4 separate regions of the Hordeum vulgare genome follow, and all the other regions are linked to region 1. The links are chromatin contacts, called in public Hi-C maps. All regions are on one chromosome and are shown on one strand. Each heading gives the region's core, a stretch centred on a gene start, on an enhancer-like site or on the middle of the called end of the contact. The rest is flanking DNA. Distances are from core to core; before and after follow the strand shown.

Evidence for each region. A called contact is a pair of places that touch in the nucleus more often than the background predicts.
Region 2: a Hi-C map of leaf shows a contact between it and region 1, with 3 times the contacts expected there. The contact joins the promoter of LOC123395893 here to the enhancer-like site in region 1. A contact is called at or near these places in 2 of 6 Hi-C or Micro-C datasets (leaf and seedling).
Region 3: a Hi-C map of leaf shows a contact between it and region 1, with 4 times the contacts expected there. The contact joins two enhancer-like sites. A contact is called at or near these places in 3 of 6 Hi-C or Micro-C datasets (leaf and seedling).
Region 4: a contact with region 1 is called in a Hi-C map of leaf, with 5 times the contacts expected there. The contact joins two enhancer-like sites. A contact is called at or near these places in 2 of 6 Hi-C or Micro-C datasets (leaf and seedling).

Annotation. Positions count from the first base shown.
Region 1 is chr5H:286,787,609-286,791,074 of MorexV3_pseudomolecules_assembly, forward strand. No RefSeq gene overlaps it. Among protein-coding and RNA genes, the nearest start is that of LOC123452368, 110 kb to the right of the region's middle. Within about 2 kb of position 1,898, at least 2 of the 3 cell types and tissues checked have open chromatin away from gene starts, as enhancers often do. A contact at or near this core is called in leaf, where this site is marked.
Region 2 is chr5H:285,827,586-285,831,051 of MorexV3_pseudomolecules_assembly, forward strand. It overlaps LOC123395893 (IQ domain-containing protein IQM3-like), which reads right to left and starts at 1,570. Exons shown (of 9, transcript XM_045090921.1): 1 at 1,145-1,570; 2 at 681-795; 3 at 474-539; 4 at 148-236. The coding sequence starts at 1,356.
Region 3 is chr5H:286,093,689-286,097,154 of MorexV3_pseudomolecules_assembly, forward strand. No RefSeq gene overlaps it. Among protein-coding and RNA genes, the nearest start is that of LOC123395893, 270 kb to the left of the region's middle. Within about 2 kb of position 1,508, at least 3 of the 3 cell types and tissues checked have open chromatin away from gene starts, as enhancers often do. A contact at or near this core is called in leaf, where this site is marked.
Region 4 is chr5H:286,263,887-286,267,352 of MorexV3_pseudomolecules_assembly, forward strand. No RefSeq gene overlaps it. Among protein-coding and RNA genes, the nearest start is that of LOC123395658, 220 kb to the right of the region's middle. Within about 2 kb of position 1,960, at least 3 of the 3 cell types and tissues checked have open chromatin away from gene starts, as enhancers often do. A contact at or near this core is called in leaf, where this site is marked.

The DNA of each region.
Region 1 (3,466 bases), core at 648-3,147:
TATATAGAGCTTCATTACGATCCACTACGTCGACCATGTCCATCGCCCCGTACGGCGCCGGAGGGAGCACGGTGTCGCTCCCCGTCTCGATGCTCACCGGTGACAACTACACCGTGTGGGCGATCAAGGTGGAGGCGAACCTCGACGCGCAAGGGCTGTGGGAAGCGGTGGTTCCGGCGGAGGACTCGGCGACGGCGGTCATCGCGAAGAAGGACAAGCCGGCGAGGGCATACCTCCTCGAAGCGCTCTCCAAAGACATCTTGCTGCAGGTGTCGTTGAAGAAGACGGCGGCGGAGCTGTGGGCGAGCCTGAAGACGCGGTTCGTCGGTGCGGACCGGGTGAGGGCGGCGCGGCTCTCCACTCTCCGCGGTGAGTTCGATCGCCTACGCATGGAGGACGGTGACGAGCTGGACGCGTATGCCGGGAGGATCAGCAGCATGGCAGCAAGGTATGCGGCCCTCGGAGCGACGCTCGATGACGTGGCAATGGTGAAGAAAGTGCTCGACACCGCGCCGGACCGGCTGTACGCAGCGGTGGCCGGAATTGAGCAGTTCTGCGACGTCGACAAGATGCCGTTCGAGGAGGCGCTCGACCGGCTGAAGGCGTTCGAGGAGCGGACGAGGCGGCGCACTCAAGACAACGGTGGACGTGGCGGCGACCAGCTCCTACTCATGGCGGCTCAATGGGCGGCAAGGCAACGTCAGCACGGCGGCGGCTTAGACCACGATGATGACGGCGTGGGCAGCACGACGTCGGGCGGCCTAGGAAAGCGGCGAGGAAGCCGCGGGCGCTGCTACAACTGCGGCCAGCGTGGACACTTCCGACGGGAGTGCCCGAAGCCGCGTCAGGCGGAGGCGGCGGAGCACACGCTTGTCGCGGCGGTCGACGACGACGTCGGGCCGGCGCTCCTCTAGGTCACGACTTAGGTCACGGCTTAGGGGGTGATTGTTGGAAATAAGTCATGACAGAGCACGGTGCGACCGGCATCGATACGCCAGGTCGGGTCCGTGGCGGTGCGACCGACGTCGGTGTGTTGGGTCGGATCCGTAGGCTGGGTCACGGCAACACGGCGTACGTGTATGTGCATGTATGTGTGGCGTGTGTGTGCTTGTGGAATCGTGGAGCTGGCCAGGTCGTGCTCGTGGTGGTAGGAGTAGGCCGTTAGCAGCGGGCATGGAGCTAGCCAGGTCATGCTCGTTGTGCGCGTCGCGGGCACTGCTGGACGGATCGCCGCATGCAGATCATGCACGAGAAGCATGGCTGTTACGTCTTTGTAGTCGAAACGCCTGTACGTGCGGTCGGGGCGTTCGTCGCCGAGCTGAGAGTGAGAGAACTGCTGCAACAACCACCCTCCCGTCCCGGTCTGATGTCACACCGCTGTGTGCCCCCTCCTCCTCCGACGAGCTTCCCCGGAGCCGTTGTGCCCCCGGTGCTCGCTCTCCCCGCCGCGGTCGCTCACCTGAGCCGCCTTGTGCCCCCCCGGCCCTGTCTGGCTATGCCCCCGCCCGACGTGCCGCCGTTCCACGTCGCTTGCGTCGCCCCAGGCCTCGCCTGCCGCTACCCTCCAGCCTACGGCTGCCGTGCCCCGCTTGTTGCTCCTGCTGCTCCTGCGCACCGCCGCGTGCTGCCTCTCGCGTCGCCCCCTACCGCGTTACCCTGCTCCTCCCGCCGATGCATGTTGATGCGCCGCCGCCCCTGTTGCTAGTACTACTGTCGCTGCCGCCTGCACCGCCTCCACCCGTTGTGGCACGTGCCACTGTCGTTGCGCACTCACGCGCCTCCTCTTGGCCGCTGTCGTGCTCGCCCCTCGAGCCATGGCTGCCGGTTCCCCTACGTGCCGTGCGTGCCCAACCAGCCACTAGTGTGGCACAACTTGTACCACTGCCGCTAGGGTGAGCCCTTGATTAGATTAGGTGCTAACCCCCATTAGGCTGAGCCCCCATGCTAACTAGTCTATTACATGTGGGGCCCTAGTGCTAACTAAACATTTAATTAAAATCGGTGACAATGACATGTGGGTCCCCCACACTATTGACCAGTCAAACTATGACTTGTTAAACATTCGACAAACCCCTCGTGGACCCACATGTAAGCCTGTGTGCAAGATACACACTTGGGTAAACATAGCATTTTCTGATTTAATTCGAATTAATATATAAATCCAGAATATTGTTAAAACTTTAGAAACCCATATAAAATAATCCATAACTCCGATAAAATTAATTTATACATGATACGCTATTCGTTCATCTGTCACGTGCTCCTAGCATTATGAACATGCACATTTGGCATTAGGATCATCTGTCAAGTAGAAGCTTGAGACCCGGAAAATATCGCCAAATATTATGCCGCTCCATTTGTAACGTGTAGTACCGTGTTAGCTCATCCCTAGCACTGCGTATTGCTATGCCATGCATCATGTTACGTATGCCTGCTTTTATTTATTATTTCTTCCCCTGTTCTCTCCGGTAGACGCCGAAGCTGACGCAGCTCCCGGGTACGACTACGCCACTGATGATCAGCCTTTTTCAGCAGAGCAACAAGGCAACCAACCCCATCGATAGTTCCTATATCGCCCATTCTTTCTCCCCCATGCTTGCATTAGATTTTGCTACTGTTGTAGATAGCACCTATTGTGATGCATAACATGTTTTTGATAAACTGTTGTTATACTCTATTGTACTTTAAATGCTTAGTATAGTGGAGCAGTGATCCCCATTGACACCCCCCTTAAACCCACTTGCCCCCGCTTTATCATCAACTCTCGATCAACTGATCGATGAGCCAAGACCCGTCACATCACTTCACACACACCCTTGTTGTACGACGCTGCAGAGCTACTATCGAGTACCGAGGGTGACACTTCGATACGTACTCGTGATGTTAGCTCTGTAGTGTAGTTAACTGGCGGTGGTTCACGGAGGGTGATTCCTCCTACACCACTTTCGATAACGGCTCTATCGTACACTCATCAAGCGTCGACCATCGAAGGTGATTCCGCCTAGTCTCCTTGATGGATACATCGTTCGGAATCCATCGAGGGTGATACCTCGGATCCCTCTGATGTTGCGACCACACAGCTACTTGACCTTACTACTGGGTGCATGATGAGGTGTGTTGCAGCTGGATTCTCGCATGGATGTGATGAGGCGTGGTCGGGCATTCTTAGCCCTTGCCACACATCCTCGAGACGGAGCGACGAGACCACATATCATGGATTGTTGATCGTCGCTACAATGTTAAATAAAATGCTAATGGGATTTGGGTATTTGATCTAAGTTGGTTGTAGACCTTTTCGCACTAACCTTCATGTGGGAGAATTTATAGGTGCTCGATGTCGTAGTATCAGCCGAAGCTCTTTAGACATTAGCAATGGAGCGGCGCGTGCCCGAGTGTTCCGCGTAAGCATTGTTCTTAGGATTTAGGATTTAGTAGCCCGCCGGACTAACCTCAGCCGCCCATGCAT
Region 2 (3,466 bases), core at 320-2,819, 960 kb before region 1:
CTGAATATGCAAAAAGAAAAGGACCTATCAATTTTCGTGCAAAATCGATCAGACTTATCTCGCAGGAAAATGACAGCTACATATTGATTGCTTCATTTCATTTGAACAACCAAATTTTGATATACACAATGGCAGTCATTTCCTTACCAGTAGAAGAACGGCTGGCCAGCCTGGGTCTGGGACCAGGCATCATAGTAGAAATGCAGGTTGTGCCCGTACCTATGCCTTGGATCAATCTACAAGATGGCAGATGGATTTCAAAATTTTGCAAGCCGAAGTCCAAGTCAACCGTGAAAGCTGTAGAGCTTTTATCATGGATGTTCGCAGCTAACGGAAAGTCCAAGTCAACTGATACTGCGAAGCTGATTCTTTTCACACTCATTTGGAGAGCGGAGAAAGGCAACGAATACAACACTAGTACTACTAAAATTAGATTAAAATCAGTAGTTGATGTGTAGGATTTCTGTACTCACAGCCTCGATCCAGTGCTGGAAAGCCAGCTTAAGAGCCTTAGCATCCTTGGATAAACCCTGACCCACCTGCATCAAGCTCATGAACATGTGTTGGAGTTAAAATCGAGGAGAATTCCAGTCAAAAGAATCATTCTCTTGTGAGGGGAAAGGCCATGGTGAGCTGCCTTGCGCTGGCGATTGATGCGGGGAAAGGGAAAGCGGCAAGACCTTGGATGCATTGAGGCTGACGCGGTTCCAGCGCGAGGCGGCGGTCTCCGGCTCCGGGCCATCGTAGAAGGAGACGGTGCTGTGGTTTAGCCGCGCGAAGTCCAGCGCTTGCCACCTTCATTCAATCCAAACAAAAAAAAAAAAACAGTTTGATTTTCAGCACCCGTAACCATCATCAAGACAAATCAATGATGCAGAGGCCGGAGGCCTCCTTTCCAAAAAAAAATAAAAAAAAATCAGGACGAAGCAAATCAGGCATTGCCGACACCAAAATCAGCGTCTCACGGGAGGGCAACAACTAACAAGCAAGAAAAGGGCAGCAATAAGCGCAGAATCCCAAGAAAGACGGGTTTGGACGATTTTCTTTGCCAAAATTGTCAGACGACCAAATGGGAGAAAGGAAACAGGCACGGTGGTGATGTTATCTTTTTTTTTTTGTGTGTGTGTAGGAAGGATCTGTTTACCAGAGCTCCTCGACGACGACGGCGGAGTCGGCAAGCTTGCGCCTGGTCCGGTAGCTCCGGTAGACCTTCTGCACCTTGGTCGCCGCGCCATTCGCGCTGCCTCCAGCCGCCGGCGACGGCGAGGAGGCCTCCGTGTGATTCGGCTCCCGCGCGGCAGAGCCCACGCGGTCCAGCCCGGCCGCCGGAGTAGGCATCGCAGTCTCCACCTCCATCTATCAAGGTAATGGTGGACTAATGGTTGTAGTCTTATCAAGCAGGAGGAAGGGGGAGGAGGAGGAGGCGGCAGCAGCAGCAGGAATTTAAGGTGTAACACGAGAGGTTGTTGGAGAATAATTTAATTTAATGCGCTCATTGAGTTACTAGTGTAGGAGTAGTATTCTCTCCTGCTGGCGGGAACTACGGGCAGCGTACAGAAAGATTTCCCGGCAACAACAGAAAGAAAAAGAGAGGGCAGAAATGTTATGTTATTCAGCCTGCCGAGTAGGCGTGGCATGCGAGTGTGTGTATGCCAAGGTCCACGGTGACGTGGATTGCCGGTCATGACGGGCTGCATGCCGACGCGGTCGCCGATAGTGTGTGGTATCGACCGCCGGGTCGGGTCGTGTCCACCGTGCGTTTCCTATAGGAGCCGCACATAGATACTCCGGTGTATTTCCAGAATTCCTGTCCATACAACTCACACGTCTCCTCAGGTGCACGCTGCATGCAAATGTATGTGATTCTAGAGCAGCACATACGTCTATTTCCAAACGCATTTATGGTCCGCTACTACTGGTAGCTTTCCTGAATAGGAATTCACTCCAAAGGACAGCGATTTCGTTTCTTTTTTGTCTGTTTGAATCGGTTAGGCGGACACGAACGTTTGCTTTCGCAAATGGATCGGCTCGTGCGCACAACGCTGACCGGACCTCTTTTTTGTCTAAAAAAAAGACATAATACATAATTAAACATTAGAAACCGGTCACGAAGGCCGGCGATAGTTCACGCGTCGCGTTCACATTACATTAAATAAAAATAAAATAAAAAACTAAAACTGCGTCCATGTAGCCCTAGGCGTCATCGTCGTCGTCGTCGGGGCCGGTGAGGTCGACCAACGTTGGTGCAGGGGCGGCCCATGGGAACGTCGAGTTCCAGAGCGTAGCTGCCTGCGCCTCCGTTGTCTGCCCCGCCGGCGCGGGATGTGGTGGTGGCGGTGGCAGCGCAGCAGCACGAGCACACTCCTCCTCCTCCGCCTCCCGTCGTTCCTCCTCCTCCTCCTTCTCCAGCTCCATGAGCCGCAGGCCTTCGACGCGCTCCGCCTGCAGGTGCACCGACCTCCAATGCTCGAGGCAGGCCTGCTCCTGCAGCAGGGACGCGCCCCAGCCAGATGGGCGGCGCGCTGACGAACTCCTGGACGACACCGGTCCACTGGTAGACCTCCCGCGGCAGCACGGGCTCGGGCTCCGGTGGAGGTGGCACGACGCAGTCGCAGGCAGCCGACAGTGCCATGGCCTCCGCGACCTGTTGCTGGTACGCCGTCTCCTCTTCGACCATGCGTCAGGCTTCTTCCTCGCTGTCGCGGAGGACACCAGCGAGCGCCGCCTGGTAGGCGGCCTCAGCCTCTTGGTCCTCGTCGTCGACGATAGGCGGGGGCGGCGGAGGGCCTCCTGGTTGCACTTGGCGCACACCACGGCGGCGTTGCTTCTCGTGCTCCACCGCGAACCACACCTCCCAGTTAGGGGAGTCGGCCGCGTATGTGGGGTCTCGTCGCTGCTCTGCCGTCAGCAGACACCGTCGCTTGGTCACCTCCTCCGCATGCAGCCGCGTCGACCGCGACACGCCCGGCACCGGAATCCTCTCCGGATCCAGATGCTAGCCGTGCGGCAGCGTGACGTCGGGGGTAAGGAAGTGCACGTGTTGCTCCTAGTGCCACCGCACTTGGTGCACCGGGACGCTCACGCGCTGGCGAGGCCGGTGGGAAGACGACGGCGGGGAGGTGGCGCGGGGGAAGAGCGGGGCCTTGCCCTTGTTTGGGAAGCCGTCGGCCATGGTGGGCTAGGGTTTCGGTCCCTTGGTCGCCGAGGAGGTGGCGAGATGGGGACGGGGGTGGGTTTTGGCAGCAGATGGCGGAACCCACCGAACGCTCGGATTAAAAAAGGCCAGCCGCGGTCGCCGACGCGTGGGCCCGAGGATGGCGACCGTCATAAATTATGTTGACCGCGGTGGTTGGGGGCGGACACCGAGGGGGCATGCGCGCGTCCGCGCCGACGCATTTCAGTCCCAAATTTGGGCGAGAAATGGATCGGCGCGGACGCGAAGCGAACGCGTTTTGGCAATGGATCG
Region 3 (3,466 bases), core at 258-2,757, 690 kb before region 1:
ATGTATGTAGCCGAGTGAGTAAGAGCATCTACAGCCGAGCTCTTCAAATAATCCTTCGTACGTTCGTAGACGCTTTTGGTCAGTTCAAAGGATAACCCTTGTACGTTCGTAGACGCTTTTGGTCAGTTCAAGGGATAACCCTTCGTACGTTCGTAGACGCTTTTGGTCAGTTCAAGGGATAATGAGGAAGGAAATAGAAAATGTGGACACGTCCACAGACGTTTAGGGAGTCATGTTTGCTATGTTTATAGATGCTCTAAGAATGGTTGAACCAAGAGCAACTAGGGACACATTTAGTAGGTTGCATATAGCTGGGTCTGGCGGACCGTTTGGTTGTGTACAAGGAGCTGTGATTCGCATCGGCACGAAACTTAAAGTATCCCATAGTCTGATTCGTTGCTAACGTTTTGAATCGTTTGTTTCCAGCGAGCCAGGTTAAGTCGGGTGCAAAAGCAAGACGCCACGTAGGGTGCAGTACAGGGGGTTCGGTCGAAGATGGCGGGAGGAGAGAAATTGGTGGAGGCGGTATGGCGCGAATATACCCTCATCATCCCATTTACTCGCTCATCCCTAATCAGACCCTGGCGGGAAAATGAACCGTTTGGTTGCGTGCAATGAGGCCTGATTTACATCGGGACGAAATTTAAAAACACCCCACAGGCCGCTCGAACCGGTCGTTTCCAAAATCATGCGCTCAAATCTCGAACCGTTTTTACTGTTGGATTTCTCGTGTTAAGATCTTCAAAACTAGATGCCATGTTGAAAGGTTTTGACGAAAAGAAAAATCAGAAAAAGGGGACAAAAAATCGTGCCTCTTGCGATAAAAAACAAAAAATGCATTTTTTCGCCTTTTCCCCTTTCCGGGAGACATGGTCGTGCGTCTATCAGGGCAAAAATGTGCTTCTCGCGAAAGCAAAATCATGTCTCTCGCGAAAAAAACACGTATTTTTTCTCTTTCCGAGAGGCACGGTCATGCCTCTCACGAAGGCAAAATCATGCCTCTCGCGGAAGCAAAACAGTGCCTCTTACAAAAAAACGGAAAACGCATTTTTTCCTTTTCGAGAGGCACGAGCGTGCCTCTCGCGAAGGCAAAATCGTGCCTATCATGAAAGACAAAACCATGTCTTTCGCAAAAAAACCATGAAACGTGTTTTTCCACGCAAAAAAAATGATTTTTATCCGTCAAGAAGCTAAGAAAAACCGATGAAAAAACGAAACACAAAAAAAAGTAAAAAACCATTTTAAAAAACCAAAAATGCATCCAGATTTTATATAAAACAAAAAAATTCGAAAGAAAAGCTGAAAGCGCGACATATGACGACGGCTGAGAATGGGTTAAATGATGATGCAATGGGAGTGCTTGCTGGCAGACTTCCGAAAAACACTCACTACCTAGTTGCTCTCTCGAAGCATGGGTAATAAAATATTCATAACAATCTTTGACGGACCACGGTCTAGTTCGGCCCGAGAAAGCTGCGCCCATGCTGGTGCCCCTACCGCCGAGCCACTGCAACACGGGACCTCCTATACACCGCGTTCTGCGACACATTCCCGATCAAACAAACATGAGGACTCCTCCCTGGACCGGCCCAATATATTATGCCTATAGCCCAGTATCGAAAATACAGGAAAAAAAACAAACGCTTGATCGGAATTAAACCCAGAACATCCAGCATTCATTCACCGACTCAGTTTTCGTGACACACAAATAGTACTAGCATTTAAGAAACCATCAACCAGAACGACATGTTGTACGAAATCAAACGGATACTGTCGCGGCCGGTCCACACACTGTAGTGAACCAATCATTGGTACTGTAGCTATGATTTTTTTAGAAGATTTTTCAAAAACAAGACTAGTATTAAGTATGAAACGTTTGTTGGAAAACACAAACATGTTTGAAATACGAATTGATTTCAAATATTCAAAGTTTTTCTAAAACGTCACCACTTTCAAAAATGTGAATCTTTTAAACTCCCAAAAATAATTTTAAAACAGAACCAACTTTTGTAAACACGAATTTTTTTTTAAACTCCCAAACAAAAGAAAAAAAACGCAAACAATTTTGTAAACGTGAACATTTTTGGAAAATTACAAACAAAATTCAAAAACCTTATTGGGATTTTCAAAATACGAATAGTTTTTCGAAAATACGAACATTTTTCTCAAATTACGAACAATACGTTGAAAAACGTAACATTTTTTGAAATATACGAACATTTTTGGAAAACAAGCAAACATCTTCTGAAGAAATTTGAAATATATGAACAAAATTGTAAAAGTATAAACATTTTTCGAATTGTGAAGAAATTTTGAAATTGTGAACTTTTTCGAATTGTGAACAAATATTGAAACAGGAACAAAATTCAAATTCGCGAACAAAATTATAAAATGATGAATATTTTTAGAATTGTGAACAAATTTTGAAACCAAGAATAGTTTTCAAATTGTGAACAAATATTGAAACATGAACAATTTCAAATTCGCAAACAAAATTATAAAATTAAGAACTTCTTTCCAATTATGAAAAAAAATTGGAACCACAAACAGTTTTTGAATTGTGAACAAATTTTGAAATATGAAAAAGTTATAAAATTATGAATTTTTAAATTTGTGAGTAAATTTGAAAACCATAAAAAAATTCGAATTTTGAACGTATTTGCAACATGAACAAATTTAAAATTCGTGAATAAAATTATAAAATTATGGACATTTTTTGAATTATGAACAAATAATTTCTTAATTGTGAATACATTTTAAAACCATGAATATTTTGCGAATTGTGAAGAAATTTGAAATTTTAAAACGCGAACAAATTTTGAAACTGTGAAAATTTATTATGAAGTAAACTTGCAAAAAATAAAATATATAAAAAAGTGAAAAATACAAAACAGGGGAGTAAAGAAAAAAAGAAAGAAGAAAAATAAACAGAAAAAAAATACCGGTTCAAAGGACCTTTAAAAGAAAAAAAATGTCTATTGTTTAAATCGAACCCAGAATCTTGATCAAACCAGGTTGCAGACCGCGTCCAGCTAGCCACACCAAGCTACTATTGAATATTGAGGCACGAAACTCCATAACAACCTATTTGTTCTGACAAAATAAGAAGAGTGCTGTAATCCAAAGTTAGCAAAACATGACATTTTTTACAAAATCTAACAGTTTTCTAAAACGCAAAGACTTTTCGAAAAATTGAACATTTCGTGACATTGTCAAATTTTTATGAAAAATAAGTAACATTTTCTAAATATCCTGAACATTGTTTGACACACAAACATTTTTCTGAAATTCTGAAGACATTATGAAAATGTGGACAAATTTGGAAAACATGAACATATTGGAAATTCCAAAATATTTTAGAATTTGTGGACAAAAATTAAAAATGTGAACATTTTGTGCATTTGTTACAAAATTGTAATCATGAACATTTTTAAATATGTGAACATATTTCGAAATTGAAAATATC
Region 4 (3,466 bases), core at 710-3,209, 520 kb before region 1:
ACGTCCGGGACTCCGAAGAAAACTTCGGTCACCAACACGTATAACTCAACTATACCAAAATGTCACCGAACCTTAAGTGTGCAGACCGTGCGGGTTTGAGAACTATGCAGACATGACCTGAGACACTCTCTGGTCAATAACCAACAACGGGACCTGGATGTCCATATTGGTTCCTACATATTCTACGAAGATCTCTATCGATTGAATCTCTATGTCAAGAATTCATATAATCCCGTATACTATTCCCTTTGTCCTTCGGTATGTTACTTGCGTGAGATTCGATCGTCGGTATCTCTTTACCTAGTTCAATCGTGTTACCGGCAAGTCTCTTTACTCGTTCCATAATACAAGATCCGGTAACTAACTCATTAGTCACGTTGCTTGCAAGGCTTATTGTGATGTTGTATTATCGAGTGGGCCCCGAGATACCTCTCTGTCACACGGAGTGACAAATCCTAGTCTTGATCCATGCCAACCCAACAAACACCTTTGGAGATACCTGTGGAGCACCTTTATAGTCACTCAGTTACGTTGCGACGTTTGATAACACACAAGGTATTCCTCCGGTGTCCGGAAGTTGCATGATCTCATGGTCATAGGAACAAATACATTGATATGCAGAAAATAGTAGCAATAAACTGACACGGTCATATACTACGTTTATAGTTTGGGTCTTGTCCACCACATCATTCTTCCAATGATGTGATGCCGTTATCAAGTGACAACACTTGTCTATGGCCACGAAACCTTGACCATCTTTGATCAACGAACTACTCAACTAGAGGCTCACTAGGGACAGTGTGTTCTCTATGTATCCGCACATGTATTTGAGTTCCCAATCAATACAATTCTAGCATGGATAATAAATGATTATTATGAACAAGAAAATATAATAATAACTAATTTATTATTACCGCTAGGGCATATTTTTAACAATAATATCTTAAGATTAACGAAGTCGTCACATACACATTCATAATCAACAAGAATGTTTTTCTTTCATTAAACACACATCGTCAAAAGAAATAAATAAATTGAAAAAAATGTGAGCACCAATGTCATATCAAAGACTTGAACACTTACAACATGAGATACCATTGTCTTTCTAACTATCCAATCATAAATTATTTTATGATGTGCATGTAATTTAGAAGCTGTGAATATGCTTAAAGGTAAAAAGAATTTAGGGCATCTTCAAAGGAGATCTGCAAAGGTTCAATAGTTGTTGTCCGCATCACTTTTACCAAATTTGTCATCAATTAGGATCTTTATCTATCCGTGAAGTGGTTTGGACGTTTTTTTTACAAGATTTTTTTTGATCAATTCATCAACTAAGAATGCAGTACATAGAATACTAGAAATAAAGTTTATATCTATGTCGATAGACCATCTAGCGACGACTATAGTTACTAAAGCAAACCGAAAGCGTGTTGCTGTCGTCGACCCTTCATCATTAGTTTTAGAAAAAAAACTTTGTTATAATAGACAGTTCAGAATGAAATCAAACTGGAGAGCTATACGGGTCCCAAATAACATTGGATATGGGTTTCTTTTATATGGCGTTCGTGAATCACGTCCAGACATAAAAAACGAATATTTAACGTGTGAGCTTCGAGTCATTTCATTGTCGACCTGTAATGCAAAATAGAAATCGGCGTCTCATTGTGAGCGCGGTTAGTAAAGCGATTCAGTTTTTGTTTTCGGATTCTGCTGAACTAGTATTCACCGAGCGTTGGAGTCGAGCCGTGGATGCTTCTCTTCTAACCCATAAGTCAGTACGTGGCACCGCCGAACAGACGGGTCGCCATCCTGGGATGAGGATCAGGACGCGCTTGCCCGTCTGGCGAGACCGACCGGCCACGCGAACCCCGCGGGGTTTGGCCTCACCTCACCTGGTCGACTAGCGGCCGCGCGTGCATACGCAGCTAGCGGCGCCGCTAAAAGGGCGCCGGCACGCGGACATGTACTCGCTGTCCCAGCCGCGTTCCCGCGAGCGCTGCCCACTGAGAAGGGGTGACTGTGCATGTATGTCTATAGAATAGAATATCGTCTTTGTCGTACTAGTAGTACTAGATCATCATCTTCATCTTGTTGATACGTCACGTAGCCGCTTAGGACCAAATGATGTGCTTTCTTCGACTGCTGGACAATCATTATCCTGAGTGTGTTCCATATCAAAATCAAGGAGTGCAGCGGCAGTGCAGACAATACGCTGTGCGTTTACACTGCCGATGCACGTGCTCCGACCACAAAAGGAAACTGCTGTCCTAAGAGGATCTCCAACACCAAGGCAACAGCCGTTTTTACGCGTGATCAGTCACTTGCTTCACCAAAGGCTGCCACACGCCAGCGTGCCGCTTTAGCAGGTAGTGTAAAATCAAGCACGTGTCCAACAAAAACAACCGATTTCCATGGCCGCGCCATGCTGGCCACGGTGTGGGGGAGGTGGTCTGTGGTGTCGTCTGAGGTCTTGGTTCGAGCTGTGCCCGCGCAGTGTGGGGTGGACAGAAGCCAGGTCCGCGTGGAGGTGACGCATCCGACGGACTTCTTCATCATCTTCGCGTCCACGGAGATCTGCGATCGTGTTTTTGCCCGCTTGGGCCGGTTCCGCTGTGGTGGCGAGCCGTGAGGTTCCATGGCATATGAGCGCGCTGGCCTCGAGTGTGACGCGGTCGGGCAGCTTCTAAACAATCTTGGGAGGCAACTGGTGGAAATCCTCCTATCAGATGACCGCTGGCAGCTCGATGTGACCGCGTGGCTGCGTAATCCCTCCGGCGTCTTCAAGCTGTACGATCTGAAGGTGCGAGAGCCGACATGGAGGCCAAACTCCGTGGACGAAGACCTTCCTTTCACGCCAGATGCCCCGACGCCTCCGACTGACCGGCGCACCCTCATCCATCACCTCACCATCCGTGTGCTGGATGTGGTGGATAAGAAGGTGCCTTTCATGAAGCTCCGCCTGGACTTCGAGCCCGACGACGATGAAGACCTGACTCGACGCCACGACTACTCTAGGAGCTGGTACCGGGGCGAATCGATGACACTGGACGCGGCAGCTGACCGTGCTCTGGTGGTCAACATTTCGGTAGACCGGACGGCCCCGGGATCGCCGGTGAGTGGGGAGGTGGGCAGAGGTTGAACGGCCTCTTCCTCCTGCTAGTGGGATTGCGTCTCCGTTCCTCCAGGGACCGGGCTCGGCGGCCAGGTCGGGCGCCACGGGCACGACCTCCGGCGCGGTGGTCTCTCGTGCGCTGACTCCGGCGTGCCCTCGTGGGCCGGCTTTGGCCTCGGTGAAGAGGTCGGGCGCCACGGTCGGGGCCTCCGCCACAATGATCACTCCTGCGCTGGCATGGTCGGTGTCGGAGACGGTCGTGGGCTCTGTGCCGGTGGCTCGACCCCTGCTGGGGGCTTGACCTTGCTATTGGTGCGGCCCACGCCTAGGCGGTTGTTCATGAGCCCGGGGCGC